Linked DNA regions of Sus scrofa: region 1 is linked to region 2. A link is a contact called in public Hi-C data. All regions are on one chromosome and are shown on one strand. Each heading gives the region's core, a stretch centred on a gene start, on an enhancer-like site or on the middle of the called end of the contact. The rest is flanking DNA. Distances are from core to core; before and after follow the strand shown. Region 1 has its middle 130 kb from the start of TRNAD-GUC. Region 2 overlaps DAPK1 (death-associated protein kinase 1).

Region 1 (5,125 bases), core at 662-3,161, 330 kb before region 2:
GCTCTGATTCAACCCCTAGCTTGGTAACCTCCATATGTTGTGGATGCAGCTCTAAAAAGAAAAAAAAAAAAAAAAAAAAGGGCAGATCTAAATAGACATTTATCCAAAGAGGACAGACAGATGACCAATAGGCACATGAAAAGATTTTTAACATCACCAACTATTAGAGAAATGCAAGTCAAAACCACAATGAGGTGCCACCTTATACCAGTCAGAATGCTATCATCAAAAAGCCTACAAACAATAAATGCCGGAGAGGGTGTGAAGAAAAGGGGACCCTCCTACACCACTGGTGGGAATGTAAGTTGGTGCAACTATTATGGAAAACAGAATGGAGGTTCTTTACAAAACTAAATATATATCTACCATATGATCCAACAATCCCACTCTTGGGTATATATCTGGAGAAAACCATGATTTGAAAAGGTACACAGACCCCAAACTATATAGGCTTCATATATTTCACAGTGGTGCACAATTTCCATATTCACCACAATTAGTATTTCCTATTATAATATATTTTCTTAAATATTTCTCTAATAGAAACTAAGTGATCATTATATTTAGATTTCATCACCAAGAAGTTACATGGACAATGTATTAACATGAATCCATTCTTGACCGCCATACGTAGTGTAAATGTAGGTGTCGTCCACAAGGTGGCGCTAGAAACAACGAAATACAGCCTGCAGAACAGCCCGGCCAGTGGAAGGGGGTTGAGATGTTTTGTTTTCCCATTTATGAGCAATTAATTGAGTAGGAGAAAAAAAGACAAATTAAACGTTGTGCTAACAAACTGACCTGTGTCTTCAGTGTTCGTTTTCATCAAATGGAGCAGAAACTCCAAATCACATGGGCAGCAACAGAGCACTCCTCAGCTGTTTCAGAATCAAGGAATCTTGCATGACTTCAGAGGATTTCTGCCTTTTGGGGGGCCAGGGAGACACAAAGAAATAGCTTTTTATTTAAGACAGAAGCAAGACAGTGAAGCACACCCCAAAGAGGAGTGCAGGTGCGGATGGTCCTTCTGAATGAGGAGCGCCTTCTGCCAATTTTTTAAACATCAAAAATGAATGTATCAGTAAAGCAAAAGGCCCTGAAAGACTAGCGATTGTGCAGATGGGGTTAAAAAAAAAAAAAAAAAAAAACAGACTTCAGCCATCACGAAATTCCAGATTGCCAGATTTCTTGATTGTGGCTTTTAATCAAACCCCAGCCAGCTGCCTGTATTTAACGTTAATTGTTAAGCTCTAAGTCTCAGCCAATCATCTTACTCCTGAGCTGGCAGTGTAACAACAACAACACAAATATGAAACTCTCTCCCTGACCCAGTTTAGTGGGAGGGGGGAAAAAAAATAGAAGAGGAAGAGGACGAATCTACTCTCGGATTTGGTCAGCCTTCCAGGAAGAACACATCTCTAGATTTCTAAAGCGAAACAACATCGGTGCCTGGAAACTGATTTAGCACCTTCGTGATAAACAAATAGCATGTTTATAACCCAGCCTTCCCCTCTCTGTCCTTCCTCCACAACCTAAAAGCAGGGTTAGTACTTCAAAGAGACAATGTTTTGCTTGTGGCCCTGAGGAGGCTTCTTTCTTTGTTTTATTTTTGCTTGCAGTAAAGCCAGACCCCTTAACCCACTGAGTGAGGCCAGGGATGGAACTCAAATCCTCATGGATACCAGTCAGGTTCTTAACCCACTGAGCTGCAGTGGGAACTCCCCTTCTTTCTTAGCTTGTCCTCTGCTCCCTTCCCTCTTTCACTACCCCCACCCCCCACCTTGGGCTAAAGACTCAGTCTCTGCAGATAATTTCTCTGTTCTTGCCCTTTGTGAGATTTGGAGAGAATCTCTCTCCTCTGAGCTTGCTCACCGCTCCAGACAGCCTCCTGTCCTACTTGTCCTCTGGGAATGGATACCTTAGCTGCCTTCCTGGACCTGGTATGTGAAGAATGCAGCTGCGTTTGAGTGAATGGAGATTTCTCAGCCTAGAGAAACAATCCCTCTGTCTCTCCCTCCATCTCTCTTTCACATCACAAATAATGGACAAGATGGAAGTCTTGCTGACAGTGTCGAAAAAAATCAGCCCTCTTTTAGAGTCAGCCCCAGCACAGACCTGGAAAGTGGAGCATCCTGCTCCCGGGCCCACAGAAAACCTCCCACAAGCAATTTGACTTTGAACCTGACCTTGAGATCTGGCACAATCCATCTGGATTGGTCACGGGGTAGAGCAACAAGTTTCCTTCTCTGCCTAGTCATTTACATATAGACGACAGCTAATATTCAAATGAGGGTAAGCCGACCCATAGTTGATTGAATTAAATCTTTTCTCCAGCTTGATTTGCATAACTTGCAATAATCAGAATGGAGATCGAAAGCATAGTTAGAAGGAGAAAATATATACTTGCAGCTATTCGGGATGGGGTAGAGTTGAACGAAGCTTGTAGATTCTGATATTACCGAAAGCACAACTGTCCTCAGTTAACTTTAATTTTAAAAATATTAGGAAATGTAGGAGTTCCCGATGTGGCTCAGCAGAAATGAATCTGACTAGTAACCAGGGGGATGCGGCTTCAATCCCTGGCCTTGCTCAGTGGGTTAAGGATCCCGCATTGCCGTGAGCTCTGGTGTAGGTCACAGACATGGATCGGATCCCTCATTGCTGTGGCTGTGGTGTAGGCCGACAGCTGCAGCTCCAGTTCCACTCTTGCCCTGCCAACATCCATATGCTGAGGGTGCAGCCCTAAAAAGTAAAAAAAGAAAATTTAAGAGAGCAATGTTGAGCTAGTCATCCAAAATTTCGCTCACATGATTTTACAGGCCCATCAGAAGCAGTCTCTCCACACCTTGTTCTATCTTAGCCTTGAGGAAGAAAATAATTCAGGAGTTCCCATCGTGGCGCAGTGGTTAACCATCCGACTAGGAACCATGAGGTTGAGGGTTCGATCCCTGGCCTCACTCAGTGGGTTAAGGATCTGGCATGGCCGTGAGCTGTGGTGTAGGTCACAGATGTGGCTTGGATCCCCCATTGCTGTGGCTCTGGCGTAGGCCAGCAGCTACAGCTCCAATTGGACCCCTAGCCTGGGAACCTCCATGGGTGTGGCCCTAGAAAAAGACAAAAAAAAAAAAAAAAAAAAATTCAGCCAGTATTTTCTTTATTTTTATGACAAAAATTTACTCCAAGAGCTTCTCCATTGTTGCCCCAAACTCCAGTTTTCTTTCTTTATGGTTCACGAATGACACCCCCACGTCCGGCCCCCTCACCCCCAGTACCTTCCTAAAAGAACAAAGCCTGAATGAAAAAACCCCATGCACCCTGCAAAAATAGGAGATCCGGCTGTGAAGCAAAGTACTTTTAGAGCCGGCACATACATTCCTTAATTTTCTTAATTTCACCTTCCTTTGCCGTTCCCATCACCTGTGGTCCCAGAGAAGAAGGGCAACAGCACCAGGCAGGGCAGCCATGACTCAGATCCCACCCCACGCCCGCCTCCTTACTTCATATCCATTTTTCTTTTTCTCTTTTTTTCTTGTTTTTTCTTTTTAAGGCTTCATATGGAAGTTTTCAGGCTAGTGGTCGCACTGGAGCTGCAATTGCTGGCCTCCACCACAGCCACAGCCACACCAGATCCGAGCCATGTCTGCGACCTGCACCACCGTTCACAGCAACACCAGATCCTTAACCCACTGATCTGGGCCAGGGATCAAACCAGCATCCTAATGGGTACTAGTCAGATTCTTTTTTTTTTTTTTTTTTTTTTTTTTTTGGTCTTTTTAGGGCCACACCCATGGCACATGGAGTTCCACAGTTTGGGGTTGAATCATTGCTGTACCTGCCCATCACAGCCACAGCCATAGCAACTCGGGATTCCAGCTGTGTCTGCAACCTCCACCACAGCCACAGCAATGCCGGATGCTTAACCCACTGAACAAGACCAGAGTTCGAACCTGCATCCTCATGGATTCTAGTCGGACTCATTTCCGCTGAACCATGATGGGAACTCCTACTGGTCAGATTCTTAACCCACTGAGCCACAATGGGAACTCCAAAAATCAATACATTTTTAAAAAGAAATAAACAAAAGTCAAGGAGTTCCCTGGTGGCCTAGTGGTTAAGGATCTGGTGTTGTCCTTGCTGTGACTCAGGTCACTGCTGTGGCACAGGTTTGATCCCTGGCCAGGGAACTTCTACATGCCTCAGTGAGGCCAAAAATAAACTAAAATACACAAAATTAATACTACTAATAATAGAAATCAAGGAGATCCCATCATGGCTCAGCAGAAACAAATCTGACTTGTAATCATGAGGACGCAGGTTCAATCCCTGGCCTCACTCAGTGGGTTACGGATCCGGCGTTGCCATGAGCTGTGGTGTAGGTGGCAGACACGGCTCAGGTCCTGCATCACTGTGGCTATGGTGTAGACCAGCAGCTGCAGCTCTGATTCAACCCCTAGCCTGGGAACCTCCATATGCTGCAGGTGCAGCCCTAAAAAAAAAAAAAAAAAAAAAAAAAAAAAGGAAAAAAAAATAATAGAAGTCAAGATTTTGGAGTTTCATGGTAGACAAGGATTTGATCCCCACATATGTTACAGCATCATGTTATTCCCTCACAATAAGCCAGGTACAGCGATTATTGTGATCAGCCGTCAGCATGGTGAAGGAGATGGGTAAGAATATTCTTCCCTTTTTACAGATGAGAACACTGAGGCTCAGTGAGGTAAAGTAACTTGCCCCAAACTCGCCACTAGAAGGGAAGAGCCTGCGATTCAAACCCATGCCAGCTAATTGCAGAACCACCTCCCACCTTCCCACCCCACCCTCCCCCACCCCCACAGCCCCACCCCCCATCCAACCCCCCCACCCCACCCCACCCCCACCATGGTCCTGCTGTCTTCCTGGAGACAGTTGAGTAATTATTCTGGATATTTAAAGATTGTTTATCAGGCAAGATGGAACCACGGTTCAGAAATGCCTGTTTATACCTCAACATTGGGTCCATATTGCTAAGCCTTTCTTTGATTTATCTCAGGTCATCTTCCAAAAGCTAAAGTCAGGGTCAGATGATTTTCCCTCAGGGAACTCCTGGAAAGCTCTATTTTCTCCCTCTGCTGGAAATTCCTGGGAA
Region 2 (4,919 bases), core at 2,041-4,540:
TTGGATCCCGCATGGCTGTGACCAGCAGCTACAGCTCCGATTCGACCCTTAGCCTGGAAACGTCCATATGCCGCAGATACGGCCCTTAAAAGCAAAAAGAAAGAAAAAAGAAAAATAAGGGAAAGCTTTTTGTTTACAGGCAAAACAAGGTGGGGAATTGGGAGCAGGGAGCCTAAGAGCCTGTCAGCAAGTCAACAATGAACTTTCACAGAAAGCCTCCCAGTCTTAAAATTCACTTTATTTGAATCGATATTCAACCAAATGAAACACAACTTCAGGCCAAGTGGTTCAGAGATCACTGGTGTGCAGCCTCTGACTTCTGCTGGATTTTATAGTAGGGAGCCGGGCATTTGCACCTTATGTTTATAGACGAGAGTTCTGGCTCAGCTGGTTAAGAACCCAACATAGGGTCCATGCCAAACCTGAGGTTCCATCCCTGGCCTCCGTCATGGGTTAGGGATCCAGCGTTGCCACAAGCTGCTGCGCAGATCGCAGATGTGGCTTGGATCCCGTGTTGCTGTGACTGTGGTGTAGGCTGGCAGCTGCAGCTCTGATTCACCCCCTGGACTGGGAACCTCCATGTGCCGCAGGTACAGGCCGAAAGTAAAATAAATAAATAAAATAAAATAATAAAAGCAGATCACTATGCTGAGTGCAAAACCAGATGTCCATTACAGCAGGTGGGAAACAATGAATAAAAGCCCAGAATAAAAACAGGAAGGAGAGGGCCCGACGCCACAGCCAAGGCCGAGCGGGTTGGCTTGACGGAGCTCAAAGCTCTTTCTCCTTTAATCTGATTCCCCTATTTTCTGCAGTGTGCTTCAGCTACTTTTACAATTCAGCACATAAACAGTAGGTGCACCCCCATGCATCTCAGGGAAAGGGTGTCTGTTCCAGTCTAGAATTTTTTTTTTCTTTTTGGCCTGCACCACAGCAGTGCGGGATCCCAGCTGCATCTGCAGCCTACACCACAGCTCACAACAATGCTGGATCCTTAACCCAGGGATCAACCCCCCCGCAACCTCATGATTCCTAGTCGAATTCGTTTCCGCTGTGCCATGACGGGAACTCCCAGTCTAGAATTTTGAATTCAGTGTGGCGTGGGTTCTTGCATGGTCCCAGATGGGTTTTCCTTTTTTTTCCCTATTAATTTTCACCTTTGTTTTTTGGTGTCTAGATTTTGTGGTGGTGATGGTGGTGGTGATTGTTTGCTTTTTAGGGCCACACCTGCAGCACATGAATGTTCCTAGGCTCGGGGTCGAATTGGAACTGCATCTTGCCAGGCTACCCCACAGCCACAGCAACGCCAGATCTGACCCACATCTGTGACCTACACCACAGCTCATGGCAATGCCAGATCCTTAACCCACAGAGCAAAGCCAGGGATCGAACCTGAGTCCTCATGGCTCTTAGATGGGCTTGCTACAACTGAGCCACAGCGGGACCTCCTCCCTATGTGTTAAATGAGGTGCCTATAGTGCTGTTCACAGGATGGTGGTAAGGGTCGAAGGGGTGATGTACATGTCTCCTTCGAGCAGTGCCTGCACACAGTAAGCGCCATGTGTTTGCCGCCTCCTCACTGGCATCCTCCAGACCATTCTCCCAATCCTGGGGAAACGTGGAGGTTTCCATGGTGGCCCCTCCTGTGACCCAGCCCCCAGGAGCAGATGTTGGGGTATCGTCATCGACCACAGCTGTGGCAGGGTACACTTGAGAGTCGCTTTTAGTGACAGCCCCTGTTTAAGCCTCACTCTATGTGGCAGCCCTGTAATTTCACATCCCCAAGATGGGGACGTTCCTGCAGGAAACCTGGGCTCTGTAAGGTCAGGCAACATGCTCATTAGTGCTGAGCCAAGATCCAGCCCGAAATAGCAATGCCAGCTTTCATGATCCATGCCGGGGCTTGGGGCTTCTCGAGTATGGACTCCTAGCCAGCCCAGGGGGCGGGCAGGGATCCACAAGGGGACCTTCTAAGGGGTGACCTGGGGTCCGTTCCCTTCAGCAGAGTCTTGCCAGCTCCGCGTTCAGCAAGACCCGCATGCTGGTTCGCATAGTCATTTCCCAGACGACCCCGGACCTCGGCTTCCGGATGAACCAGAAAGGGAGGAATTGGCTGCAAAGGCTCTCTAACCACCTTCTACCTTTTTTTTTTTTTTTTTTTTTTTTTTTTCTTTTCCTAAAAAAAAATCAACCTGAAATGAAGAATGGCTTGGGATGTGGGCACGCCCAGTCCTGGAATCTGGTTCTTGAGCATGATCACGGCAGGACCTCCTCCCTATGTGTTAAATGAGGTGGAGGATGCATCACAGAGGCCTTGTGGGCAGTTGCCTTGAGGAGGAGGCTCTGTCTGCAGAGAAAGCCAGCAGAGAGGCTTATTATCATCATTATTATTTTCTTATATATTTTTAGGGCCATACTCGCTGCATTTCCAGGCTAGGGGTCAAATCAGAGCTGCAGCTGCTGGCCTACGCCACAGCCACAGCAACTCGGGATCCAAGCCTTGTCTGCAATCTACATCACAGCTCACAGAAAAGCCAAATCCTTAACCCACTGAGTGAGGCCAGGGATCAAACCCACATCCTCATGGGTACTAGTCGGGTTCGTTACTGCTGAGCCATGACAGGAACTCCAGGTTTATTGTTTTTGTTTGTTTGTTTGTTTTGTCTCTTTCCTTTGTCTTTTCTAGAGCCGCACCCGAGGCATATGGAGGTTCCCAGGCTAGGGGTCAAATCAGAACTGTAGCTGCCGGCCTACATCACAACCACAGCAATGTAGGATCTGAGCTGCGTCTGTGACCTACACCACAGCTCATGGCAATGCTGGATCCTTAACCCATTGAACAAGGCCAGGGATCAAACCTGCGTCCTCATGGATGCTAGTCAGATTCGTTAACCACTGAGCCAACAATGGGAACTCCAAGTTCCATTCTTATCTGATTTTAACATACTGGTTTTAAGGGGTTTGGGGGGTTGGCTTATTTTTATTTTGTTTGATTGTCCTTCTAATCAGCTTTCCTATAAACTGATATTAAAAGGAGTTGCTTTTCCTCAGCCTGAGATTAGTGAAGAAAGATGCCCAGGAGTATTTCGAAAAAGAGGTCAAAGTTGGGAGTTTGCCCAGAATTTAAAAATTCACCCCAAGTAAACTGCATTTGCATAATGAACCGTTGCTGCTCCCCTCCTGCTGGGTCTAATTGCATCCTGCCACGTGTGAAAAGCCACGTCACTCTCCACGCTCTTATCTGGCTTTCCCAGATCAGAGCTCCTTCTCCCATCAGTCTGCTGATAGTTGGTCGTCTCTGCAGATGAGAAAGTGAAAGCTAAATTGCCAGGAGGCAAAAGGTGCTGAAAGAAAGGAAACTAGAAATCGAGATTCACCAGGGCTTCAAAAAGCCATGCAGTTACCAAATGATAACTCATTTAAAAAGGTAGTCACAGTATCAGGGTAAGTCAATGAGTGGCAGTGCCATGGAACCAAAGCTGGCCCGTCACCTGTTTTGTAAAGTTTTATCATAGCACAGTTACCCCCCTCTATTTATTCGGGTTGGTGGCTAGTTTCTAGCTACATACATGGCAGTCACAGCAGAGACCGCCTGGCCCTTTACAGAAAGGTTTGCTGCCCCCTGGTGGACGTACAGGAGATTCAAACAGGGTGAAATGGGAGCAAGCAGAGAGATGGGGAGGGGGGCAGCTGCTTTCCACTGACTTGGTCAGGGGATGCCTCTCTGATGGTGACATTTAAACCAATACCCGGGAGTTCCTATTGTGGCTCAGCGGGTTACAAACCTGACTAGTATCCAGGAGGATGCGGGTTTGATCCCTGGCCCTGTTCAGTGGGTTGAGGATCTGGCGTTCCTGTGAGCTATGGCGTAGGCTCCAGGTTTTCGTGGGATCTGGCATTGCTGTGGCTGTGGCGTAGACTGGCAGCTGTAGCTCCGATTCGCCCCCTAGCCTGGGAACTTCCATATGCCCGGGGCGCGGCCGTAAAAGGAAAAAAGGGAAGTGAGAAAGAAAGGGAGAAAAGAAAGAAGGAACGAAAGAGGGAGGAAGGGAGAGAGAGAAGGATGGTTAAAGCTAAGGGGGAAATACCATGTGTTCTAGCTTCTCACTATCACCAACGCACCTTTACGACCACCTGGGGGTCTGCTTTTGGTCTAGGATTCTGATTTCTCAGGGTTCATGCCACCTTCCCAGCCTGCACCCAAGAAGCCCCCAGGCCTTAGCACATCCCAGCCATATCCGCCAGCCTTTGGGGGCAGCGGCATCTGAGACAAGAGGATGTTTCAAGGCAGGAGCCAAGACTTAGGTCCCACGGTAGCCTCAACCCCCAGGCAGTGTCACCGCTACTGCTCTCTGGCCCAGTCAGTGAGGCCTGACCAGCCCGGGGAACGGGGGCGGGGGGTAGGGGGCTTGGAGCTTCTGTTAAATTAGACCGGGGTGGACTTTGGTGCTCCCCCTCCGAAGAACTCAGTATTCTCCCGCTTCTAGAGCTAGCTGGGAGCACGCTCAGCATCTTCCTTGATGTTACGTGCCCCTCTCTGCATCACAACGGTAGTCTGCCTTGGAAAGGACCCACACTTAGGTTCCTGGAAGGAGCCTTGCTGGTCTGGGCCGGACCCCTGCACCTGCTGCGACATCTAGTGGTGAAAAGTGAGAACGCACCGCCCACCCGGCAGGGAGAAATTTCAGAAACTTGAGTCCCAGTTTGAGTCTGTCAAACTGGGTTGTGTTCAGATTCTTCAAGGTTTTTCGTGAGCACAGGAAGGGGTCAGCCTCAAGGACGAGGTGAGATTTCCTCAGATGGGAGAAGTATATTTTGCCTTTCAAGATCATGGTGGATTCTGTCCATCTTGATGGAGAGAGCAGTTTCCTGGCCTGTCTTCCCAAGGGCAAGGTGAAGGATGAGTGAGTCTGTCCCAG

Evidence for each region. A called contact is a pair of places that touch in the nucleus more often than the background predicts.
Region 1: a contact with region 2 is called in a Hi-C map of omental adipose tissue, with 4 times the contacts expected there. The contact joins two enhancer-like sites. A contact is called at or near these places in 2 of 5 promoter capture datasets (fetal skeletal muscle and liver), 29 of 47 Hi-C or Micro-C datasets (adipose tissue, alveolar macrophages, blood and 17 more) and 2 of 2 datasets of contacts at active chromatin or transcription factors (alveolar macrophages and skeletal muscle).

Annotation. Positions count from the first base shown.
Region 1 is chr10:28,087,552-28,092,676 of Sscrofa11.1, reverse strand. No RefSeq gene overlaps it. Among named protein-coding and RNA genes, the nearest start is that of TRNAD-GUC, 130 kb to the left of the region's middle. Within about 2 kb of position 1,911, at least 16 of the 83 cell types and tissues checked have an H3K27ac peak or open chromatin away from gene starts, as enhancers often do. A contact at or near this core is called in omental adipose tissue, where this site is marked.
Region 2 is chr10:27,757,547-27,762,465 of Sscrofa11.1, reverse strand. The region is part of intron 19 of DAPK1 (death-associated protein kinase 1); the gene reads left to right. Among named protein-coding and RNA genes, the nearest start is that of CTSL, 85 kb to the right of the region's middle. Within about 2 kb of position 3,290, at least 13 of the 83 cell types and tissues checked have an H3K27ac peak or open chromatin away from gene starts, as enhancers often do. A contact at or near this core is called in omental adipose tissue, where this site is marked.